2 separate regions of the Rattus norvegicus genome follow, and region 1 is linked to region 2. A link is a contact called in public Hi-C data. All regions are on one chromosome and are shown on one strand. Each heading gives the region's core, a stretch centred on a gene start, on an enhancer-like site or on the middle of the called end of the contact. The rest is flanking DNA. Distances are from core to core; before and after follow the strand shown. Region 1 overlaps Tmem273 (transmembrane protein 273). Region 2 holds the start of C16h10orf71 (similar to human chromosome 10 open reading frame 71).

The links. A called contact is a pair of places that touch in the nucleus more often than the background predicts.
Region 1: a contact with region 2 is called in a Hi-C map of the A7r5 cell line, with 2.2 times the contacts expected there. The contact joins the enhancer-like site here to the promoter of C16h10orf71 in region 2. A contact is called at or near these places in 2 of 12 Hi-C or Micro-C datasets (the A7r5 cell line and psoas muscle).

Annotation. Positions count from the first base shown.
Region 1 is chr16:8,069,454-8,074,737 of GRCr8, reverse strand. The region is part of intron 1 of Tmem273 (transmembrane protein 273); the gene reads right to left. Among named protein-coding and RNA genes, the nearest start is that of Tmem273, 16 kb to the right of the region's middle. Within about 2 kb of position 3,222, at least 9 of the 93 cell types and tissues checked have an H3K27ac peak or open chromatin away from gene starts, as enhancers often do. A contact at or near this core is called in the A7r5 cell line, where this site is marked.
Region 2 is chr16:7,942,134-7,947,569 of GRCr8, reverse strand. C16h10orf71 (similar to human chromosome 10 open reading frame 71) reads left to right here and starts at 3,014. Exons shown (of 5, transcript NM_001419656.1): 1 at 3,014-3,285. LOC102547142 (a long non-coding RNA gene) reads right to left here and starts at 2,696. Exons shown (of 4, transcript XR_005494704.2): 1 at 2,501-2,696.

The DNA of each region.
Region 1 (5,284 bases), core at 1,973-4,472, 130 kb before region 2:
GCAGGGATGCCTCATGGTTTGGACCAGGCATTTAAGCTCTGAAACAGAGACCCCACTCACTAGTACACTGGTGGCTCTACAGACAGGCTGCATAGACTGTGGGCCTTAGTCTGAGACAGATGTTATGTACAGTCCAGATGGTCATATATTTAATATAACATTCACTCTGCGACACGGGTCCTGTGGTCATCACTATTTGATGAATGAGAAAGCAGAGATATTGAGAAATTAATAATGTGCCCAAAGATCGAGCCAAGTAGAAGGTGGCAGGGCTGGGAGCCAAGAAGCCATATACCATACCTGTGGGAAATACAGCCCAAGACTCCCCAAAGTTCCAAACCCTACACACACCTTCTCTCCTACACATGTACACCTAGACATCCAAAATATTTACAGCAATAGCCAATAATAAGGTAGAATGATTATGACATATATTATAAAAGGTTATTTAGAATGTATGAAGTGACTCTTGCTCTGTTGCTCTTAACTTCCTGCCCCCATTCTCCTCCCTCCTCTCTCTCCACCTGCTCATGGCCGGGTCCCTACTTCCCCTCCCCATGCTCTGAATAAACTATTCTATACTAAAAGAAAAGAAAAGAAAAAAATGTATGAAGTGTTTATTTCAGGAAATTCCTATTAAGTTTTTCAGATCATAATAGACTGCAGTTGGCTGAAAGTCTAGAGAATAAAAGTAGCAACAGTAGGGACTTAGACCCGCACACCCACTCGGGCCAGTGACCAACTTAATCTCAGCCTCCTCTCATGCACCTCAGTGGATCTTCCATGGGAGAGAACAGGTGGCTGGGCCCTTCCCACTGAGCTCTCAGGAGGCTGCCTCCTGAGCCCTGACCCCCTAGGGTGAAAGGGAGTGAGGCTCTGCTTGCCGAATGAGCAAAGAGTTTTTCCATTCACCCATGACCACTGACCACCCTCAGTGACACTCAGCACACCCTCAGTGTTCAGCTAGCACTACACAAAGGACAGAGACAGGTTGACTCCATGACAGGCTTCAGCTTGACAGCTCAAGGACTAGGCCTAAACCTCTGTTTCTAAGAACTGGGCAAGCCCAGGCAAGCCCAGCAAGTTCAGGCCTCAGAAGCAAGAATTCCCAACCCCCAGGGACCAGCGATGGTTCTGGAATGTCTCTAGAGATAGAGCCAAGATTAAGATAGAGGTCTGTGGGACTGTGAAAGGCACCCTGGTTTCCAGTCGAGGACACTTGAGCCCCTGAAGGAGGCCTACCTGACTACCGGGAAACCAGGCCAGTCATAGCTGCAGCCCTCCATAGATTTGTGGCCATCAGTCACATAAGGATAACGCTCCATACCCCTCTACAGGTAGAGGATGTGACCACAAGTGATGTAGTCTGAAGACAGATCTCCATTATAATGAGGTACCTAAAGGCCTGGAGGCTTAGCCAAGGACTTTCCCTTCCCAGCCTCTCCTCCCTGCAAAAGGTATTTAATCTCAGGCCCACTCTGAGAAGGGAGGTATAGTTTTACTCATCCACTTTCTGCCATGACAATAAATGTCTTGAAACCATGAACTGCCTCTTTTCATCGGAATCCACTATGGGGAGCCATAGAGAAGGCCTTCACCTACAGAGCCATCTAATCTCCTAAAGAAAGCCTCCTTGCACTCCTAGCAGCGACAGCCAAGCTCAAGCCTACTGTAGTCAAGCCAAAGACAGGACCAGGCAGGACCAACCAAAGCTCCCCCTCTTCCCCACCTCAGCCCCAGGATCCAGTCCCTCGGGCCTGCCCAAGAGCCTGAGAACCAGGCTGCCTCCCCTCCTTGCAAGCCCAGGGACCCCCGAGCCAACTCTGGCTGTGTCCTGTGCCACAGACTGTGCTTCCCCACCCGTGGAGCGGTGTCCAGAGGCTTCCCCACAGCACAACACCTGTCCGGTAAGCACAGTCAACTTCCAACATCCTGCTTCCCTGAGTGTCTTGAGCCCTATGGTGGAGCAGACATGGGGCCCCACCATTAATCCTACAGAGTTCACCTACCCCTCCCCAGAATACCCCTAATATGCTTTAAGTCAGGTCTATGAGCTCACTTTGGGGTCTCTCCATCTTTATAGATGGTAGACCCCAGCATGCTGGACCTCAGCAGAATAAAATGTTCTTTGAGTTTACATACTATTTGGGTCCCGGGTATCATTCTTCAGCAAATCGTGGACTCTTACAGGTCAGCTGGTTTCTATGTTTGGTGGGGAGTGGAGTCATTGTAACAGTTCAGGATTTATTTTTACAGACTGGTTTCACTTCTAATTGTGTGTATACACAGGTGTCTTCATGCATGTGTAAGTCCACATGACTAAGGAGACTAGTAGAAATATCAGTCCTCCTGGAGTTATGAGTACAGGCAGCTATAAGCTGCCTGGATTTGGTGCCGAGAACTAAATTTAGGTCCTCTAGCAGAGCAACAAGTGATGTTAGCCACTGATCATTTATCTCCTCAGCCCCTAGTTTGGAAGTTTTATCTGAGACACTTGACAAGCAAGTGAATCCTGGAGATTCTGAAGCAAATCTCACAGCCTTGTTTGGACTACAGTTCCTTTTGGAAACATACAGATATCTCTTTCCTACAGAAATCTACCCACACAATGTGCACCTGTTCACATGCGTACACACACACACACACACACACACACACACACACAATGACCTTGATTTTCTCTATTGGATGAAACCCCCAATAAGCTCCATTGCACTGACATTTCTTTACATTAAGCCTGCTGCTGCAGCTACACTGAACCACTTGTGGACCTAGGAAAGACCCAGAACTGCACTCACGGGCTACGGGTGAGAGCAGGATTTCTGGCTGACATTCCAACCTCAGAAATGTGTCCCATTCTCCCCTTGGACCAAACTCTTTGCTGACAGATACACCTCTTTCTGTTTGTAGTGGACAGAAGGCAGGGACCATGAACGGCATCCTCTAGGGAGGCCAGGTCCCTAGGGGTCAGCCTGCTTTTAACCCCCAATCATCAACTTCCCAGGTCTCCTCTTTGGGTCCTCGGCTTGGTGAGCGTTGCTCTTAATGGGAACATTTGTTATGAACACAGATGGCACTGACAGGGAAATGAGGACACAGATGAGAAAGCCAGAGGCCTGTATGCAGAGCCAGGAGCAAAACCCGGCAACCCAGAGGCTGTCACTGCAGCTCAGACCACTGGGGAAGAGGGAAGAGAGCATGGAAGGAAGCTCTAACCAACGTCAGAGCCCCAAGCCCTGCCCAGGCCTCCCCAGGTCCCGCCCTAGTTAACAATACGACCCAGGTTCATGTTTTCCTGAACACTGGGATCCTTCTTCTGGGTCCCAAGGCTGGGACTCCTGCCTTGTGGTCAGCTCAGCCTTTGCAGGTCCCTGAGACACCACCCTCTCTGTACTGTGCTTGGATCCCCGCTAAGCCTTGAGGCATTCCAGTAATCTCTGAATCTTCCAGTTTAGGAGATTTCCTTCCTTCCCGCTGAGGGAATTATCTTATGGAGACAAACCTAGTCAGTGGGTGGAGCTGTGCACTAGAGCAATAATTCCTGCTAGCCAGCCCTCTGGCCACTCGGCGGCAGCCTTTCCCCTCCTCAGGGAGAAAAATCCTCCCTATCCGCCCTAGCTCCTCTGCTCTCGCTATCTCACTGGGAGGTCTAGCCCTGCTCTCTAATGAGCCCCTGGGTAAGGATCCATCCAGCAGGCGACCTGCCTCCTGCTAGGGTCACGAGCTGGGGGAGTCCCTCTTGGGCTGTAGAGAGCCTCACCAATCCCCCAGCTCTGCAAAGGCTGGAGGATGGATAGCCCTAGCAGGGCTTGTCTGCCAACAGAGTCATGGAACTGCAGGATGCCTTGCCCTGCACTGGGATGTGTGAGACCCCAGGAGGAAGTTCGAGCAAACCCAGCAGGAGCTTCCGCCCACAAGTTTTGTAGGAGTTCTTGTAATGAGACAGAGCAAAGTACTGGAACCGGCTCTTAAGAGCCTGTGCAGTCCGGACCTGGATGGATATATCATGGCTGCTGTCCCTGAGGCAAATGTCACCTGCTACCTCTAACCCCATGATCCTGGCTGCAACATGCAGGCATGTGCACATGCACATGCATGTGCACGTGTGTGTGCATGCATGCGTGCATGTGCACAGATGTGCACTGTCCCTCATCCCTGTCCCTGATGAGCTGGGTGATGAGGTTGAGCATAACTTCAGCTGCTGCCTTCTAGATGGACTTCCTAAGACCTTGGCACTTTCCGGAGAAGGAGCCCACATAGCCTTCAAGTGTGGATAGGTGGCGTCCTATACACAGGAGCTCTCTTTCAGAGGAACGTACATCAAGGCACTCAATTGTCTCTCCACACCCCATTTGGGTTTAAAGCAGCTTCAGACAAATTTGATGAGGACACAAACACAGCAACCTCTCTGTGCCTCTGCAGCCTGTGGCCCGCTCTGCAGATGGCTCCTGTAAGAGTTTATGGCTCTTGAACTAGAGGTGTAGGTAACTAGGGGTAGAGGACTTACTCAACATGCATGAAGACCAAGTTCTTTGCTGGAACTGAAAAGGGGGGAAAGACAAGAGTAAAGGCCCTATCAAGTAGCCGAGCCTCCCTTCCAGCGGAAGAAGGCAGGGCCACCTCAGGAGAGCCAAGAAGACTGAGCCCACGGCACAGTTTGGACTTGCCCATCTCTGTTGGAATCTGACCCGCAAAAAGCCCATCCCTGGCATCCAGGCCTCTTTGTGCTGTCCACCTGTTGGGTCCACTCGCACTGGGGGCTAACATTCTCTGCCACCTTATTTGGGCAGAATCAGGGTGTGTGATTCCCAGTTGTGGGCTAGTCGGCATGTGTCTTTCTATAAGTATCTGGACTAAAAATAGGGGTGGCCGCCCTAAATGTTTGTCAACCGATGCCTGCCCACACTCATCTTGGTACTTAAACATTGAGGGGTGGGCGGTAGGCCCTAACTTTAGATCTCAGGAATTCTGACATTCCCAGCTAAAGGAAAAAGGCTTCCAATGTCACGAGCAGCATCCACCCTGTCATTAAAGGGTACACACACGAACAGCAGCAGGGTAACCCGAAGTGCCCAGAGATCATGAATTGCCAAAGAGTGACCAAGAGGGCCGGAGTGAGTGTTTGCCACTTGATCCTTTGTAGCATCTTGAGGTTCCTCTGGGGAACCACTTCAGGTGATTCTTGTTGGAGAAGGCTGGCTCCAGGATGGCCTTGAGAACCAACCAGACTGATCACTGACTGAGGGGAGAGTCCTGACACAGGATCATAGAAAACTCAGGCTGT
Region 2 (5,436 bases), core at 1,765-4,264:
AACTCGTGAACCTATTGCCTAAGCCTTCCAGGCTTACCCCAGCAAGCCCAGCTGTGGAATGACTCTGAAGGCTATGGAGCCTTTAGTGGGTATGGCCCAGCTAGTAGAAATAGTTTACTAGGGGCAGTGGAAGTGTTTTTCTTCCCTCTGACTTCTAAAGCTCTGATGGAGCAAAAGGCTAGAATCAAGGGTGTGTAGTGTGTAGCTCACTACTGTAAGGACATTGACTGGTAGGAGGTACAGTGTAAGAGTTCAGTGTGTACTGGTTAGCTTTTTCATTTTATTATCAAGCCAGGAAGATGCGCCAGGCTCCCAAAGACACTGATAGAAATGATTCCCAAAGAAATCTTGGTGCTGGAAAAAATAATAATAAAACCCATGTCCAGGCCACAAGGGTAGAAGAATCAGGTGCATTACCTCATAATCTTTGCAGGGATGTGAGTTTCAAAGAACCAGAGCCAGAAACCAGCTATAGAAGCCATTGTGCCCTGCCCTTGCTCTCAGCTTTTAAACCATGTCTCCTTAACACAGACGCAGCGCAGACTGAAGTCACTGTAAGAGGAAGCCAGTGATCACGTGCATTGGGGCCACAGTGCGGCCATTTTTTTTTGCTCCCACCATTAAACGGATACTCTGGCCCTGCTGTGAGCTGTCCCTGCAGGAATGGAACATGGTTACACACTGCCTGAGGACAACTTTATTTATGTTCCTGTTGAACCGAGAAGTGAGCCTTGTTTTTCCTGACCATTCAAAGCAGGGTGGCTCACATAGCACCCGTGAGTCTACATTTAGAATGGTGTCTTCATTCACATTCTTTCCACGAAGCTCATGGCTCCTGGGCTGGAAGGCAGTGGTCACTTCTCCTTGGCCAGACCCCAGGAACCATGCCAGCTCTGGGCTATGCAGACCCTGTGTTCTTGGTCCAAAGCCCAACTGTTGTCTTTGCTAAGGATGTTCAGCGTGTGTGTGCCCATGGAAACTAATACGGATGTGGGATCCATGGCTTGTGGAAGCTTTTCCTGGGGCAGGTGGATTCTGGGGTGGTCGCTGTGGTCTGGTTAGCTTGCTCAGAGGTTCTTGCTAGATGGACGCCCCATTTTTCTCTCCCAGCTTTGTTGACAAAGCTGCTCATCGCTCCTGCCCACCCCCCCTGAAGGTTCTCCTGGTCTCTTGTCAGTCAGCCACGTCAAGTAAACAGTATCAGCTCTTGCCTCGGAGCGCAGGTCACTGTTTCTGTGATCCCAGACCAGACATGACGTCATGCTGGCCACCTGTGAGGCATTAAGAGCGACTCTGACAGAGGAGGGCAGGGACGAGAGCTGGGAAGTCAGAGGCTTCGCCGAATGCTCCAGCTCTCGTTGCTCACTCAACCAAGGCAAATTCCACAGATGTGAGGTTTAGCGATTGGTGTCGTCTAATGTTGGGATGGAGTGACGCTGGCCGTGTACAGAAGGCAAGGGACTATGAATTTGCTTGTATGTGTAATGGGGGAAAAGATCACTAAAATATCAAATCTATGGTTGTCTTTGGCATTGCTTAATAGAAAGCTCTATTTTTTTTTAAAAGCAAGTTGGACTAAGTTTTATATAAAGGGAATTAACAAATGTCACAAAAATCGCAAAAAAATAGTAAAAACATTGCTGATACTTGGGGATCTTATCAATATACAATCTTGTATATATCTGAATTCCTTTGACCTTTAACCCCCACAGAGCAACAGGTATTCGTTCCAGTTTATACATAGGTTAAATTGAAGCTTAGCTAGGAAGAGTGTTTGGCTGTCATTAGCTAATGGAATCAAGGTTGCCTGAGCCTCTGTAATGTTCTCATTCCAATTTCAAGTTGGTACCAAGATATCTTGGCTGGGATGGATAATGCTAGAAGATTCATTCTGGGTCTTCTTCAAACCATCTCTGTGTGCAGAGCCAGGAAAGTATAGCTGTGCCCACCTCAAGGTCTGATGTTCACAGACTGAGGTTCAAGGATAGGACAGAGGTGGCTGCCCTTGAGGTGCCCACAAAGTCAGTTCACAAATAGACCCAGAAGTATAGTACTCTGCAGGGCTATCCCTAGGGCGTTGAGGAGCCCTGTATCTGACAGGACTAGGTAACTTTAATCATTCGAGCCACAGACCAAGGGAGCACAAAGGGGGTCTTTAGTCACAAGAGAAGACATTCTTGCATTGAATCTTGACAGTAAGGGAGCTTTCATGGGACCAGCTTGAGGAAGGTGAGGAGAGCAATTGGGAGCTAGCACAGCACAGGCTGAGAAGAAGAAGAAGGTGATTGAGGGCCATATAGAGGTAGGGAAGATGACCCCCAGGCCAACCTAGGAAGCAGCTATAGAGAAGGCAGGTGTGAACTTATCTTGGGACTTTGGGGGAGGAAGCAGAAGTCCTTCCCAGAGAAGGAGAGGGAAGCCCTGGGCTGACAGAAAAGGTTTGTCATTTGGTGCTGAGGTTTTGCAAACAACAGGGCCAAGTTGTCGAGTGGACACTTACCTCGAATCTTCCCTGATTATTTCACATCCTTCTGCACCTCTCTCCTTGAAAAGATCAGCCTTCCCCAGCCTGTGGCTGGCAAATTATCTTGCTCCAAAAGCATGGCACAGTATAGCTCCTTACTCGAGGAATGCAGGCTGTGGTTGTCCAGAGCCGATGATGAAACAGGCTATTTCTGCTCTGGGACATCAGCAGGCCTCCAGCACTGGCTCCAAGGCGTATGCTATCATGTTCCTAGCGTTTCTTAAGACAAATGTTTTCCTTCCCATCTTGAGATATTTTTATTCGAATCTAGGTTCTGGGATAGCCTAGGAAATCACTCTGAACTGAGGCTCGAATCGTGGTGAGGGTCCAGCTAATCAGCAAACAATTTTCACTCCCCAAGTTATCTATTACTCGTGGCTGATCTGGATGTAAAAATAGCCTCTGGGGCTGTTTGTTTAATCTGACTGTTACTTGACACCACGCGGGTGTTAACTGCAGAGCTAGCTGACTGTTTGCCTCTTCCCCACTAAGAGCACCGTTTGGTTTCCCCGGGCCAGTCTCTGCTTGGGTAAGCTTCTGAGACTTCCATGTCTAGCAGCTTTTGGCCACTGATTTTTACTCAAGTAGGTAGCCTGGTGAGGCTCGGGCAATCTGAGTGCTGAATCCTCTTTCCTCTCCTCTCTGGGCAGCCTGGCTGAGGGGGAAGAAGTTTGGGCAACTGGGCAGAGCTGTGCACCCTCCGGATCCTGGGAAGGCCTGTGGAACCAGCAGCTGGGACACTTGCACGGAAAGAACAGAAGGTACAGTTAACACAGTTGAGGGAGTCTCAAGCCAACGGTAGCAGGGTGTCAGCTCTGGGAGGGGTCTAAGTGTGAAAGTGTGCAGCCTGGTGTCTTCGGGGTAAGGGCACACTGAACGCTTGGGGTCTTAGAGGTCGAGCGTGTCCTGTGGGCCATGAACAGAAGATTTAGAGCATACGTGTGTGACTTTGTCCTCCCACGGACCTGTCAGAGTACTCGGCTCCTACAGGGCAGAGTGAGCACATGTTTGTGGGTGTCTGACCCTTTCGGTGCCAAATGGGACCACCAGGGTCCCTGGGTTTTACAACAGAATTGAAGGGGGGTGATTCCTTTGTCACTCGGCTACCACAGAGAGAGGCGCTGGCCATGGGGACACTTTCTGCCATTCTGACTTACGGGCTTTGAAAACACGTGGGTCTCCAACACAAAGCCCTCAGCAGACTGCCTGTCCTCGTGAACCCCGGGGAGCCTAGCCAGATCCCTACAAGTCAGACTGGCCCGATGGAAAGCCATCCTTTCTTTCCGGATGGAGAAGGATTGGTAAGTGATAAGGACACTTATGAATAGGAATATATGAAAGTTTCATAGAATTGAGAAATATTATTTGGCACTTTAAAAATACCTCTATAAATATAGGAATCAGATGTGCATGTCAAACCACGTCTGCTTCTCCAGTGTTTGGGGACAGTGGTGCCCTGTGACTGGGAGCCTGGATTTGTAAATAAAACTCCATTGGCACCCAGCCCAGCACATTCATTTGCATACAGGCTGGCTGCTTTTACACACCTGCCCGGAGCATGCACAGTGCAAGAATGAAATCAACTGTGTGGTCTTTTGCAGAACAATGTTGTTGACTACTTGTGGGGCACGTGCCCTCAGAGCCGGGTAGAGTTTTAATCCACATACACCCACAGCAGCAACACAGTTCGCACAAGCGGGCCTGATTAAAGTCAAAACGAACACGCAAAAGGACATGAAAGTGAGAAATGTGAGGCATGATGTTGTCGGAAAAGGGTCAGCAGGGAGGGAAGAGGAGCAAGCTGGTGTAGTGAGTGCAGAACTAATCAAAATATATTATGCATGGTCAAAGGATTAAAATTTAAAAACAAGATTAAGAAAGAAAGAAAAAAGGAAAATCTTGGGACAGGCCTGTCATGGCCAGCAGCACCCGGACTCTGAAGTCTCCTCCCCTAGGCCTGCTTGTCACTTGTAGATCACACCGGAAGTGTTTAGTTTTGCCCTGTGGGGTTGAGGGTTACCTTAGCCTTAGAGGCACCAGTTGTGTGGAGCAGCCGACCAGAGTAGATTGTGCTTATTTCGGAGTTTATAAATAGCCGGGTGACCCGAGTCCATCCTGTGTCTGCCTCTAGGTCTCTGAGCTGAGAGCAAGAGCGCCTGCTTGTTTGGATGACCAGAGGCTGGTAGGGACCGGAGCAAATGCTCACATTAAAGAGGAAGTGGCCTGATAAAATGCTAGCTGGCCCAAGGCAGAACCATCAGAGTCTACCAGGACACCAGGCAGCTGGAGCTGTGAGAAGGCAACAGGAAAGGCAGCCTCCTGCCTCAGAGGAAGAGCCCATCTCTTTGGCGGTGGACCTTTTCTCAGTGAGCCTCTGTGCTTCCTGCCTCTCTGCTCTTGACCCGGACTAGCAGGGGGAAGCCCCGTGTTCTGAAATAGCTTACTCCTCCAGTCACAGCCTGTCTTGGTAACTGAGCCCTGCTGTGACACCAAGGTTAGGCTGCCTTCCTTACTGCCTTTTGGGGCTTTAGTCTGTCTGCCCAGGGGTGCTGCACAGGAGAGAGGGGCTTTAAGAGAATGTCCCTGGGGGGATGGTGCATGAGGCTGATGTTCCCTCGAAGATCCAAGCAGGCTAGAGTGTGTCTTGGCTTTGTTTCTATTGGTAAATTTAACCCCATTTCACCAAATCCAGCCAGACTATAGCCCTAATAATTCCATGTATTTGTTTGTCTGTTGTTCCTGCTTGTTGATTTTAAAACATAAACCAGCCTTGAACTCTGAATCCTCTGTCTTTAACCTCCAAAGTGCCAAGTTCCGAGGATACAGGAGTATGCGGCCACGCCCTGCCCATCTTGGGTTTCATTTAGTTAGCTGAGAAAACTCCAAGGGCCTCTTGGCCTCTGGTTGATTCC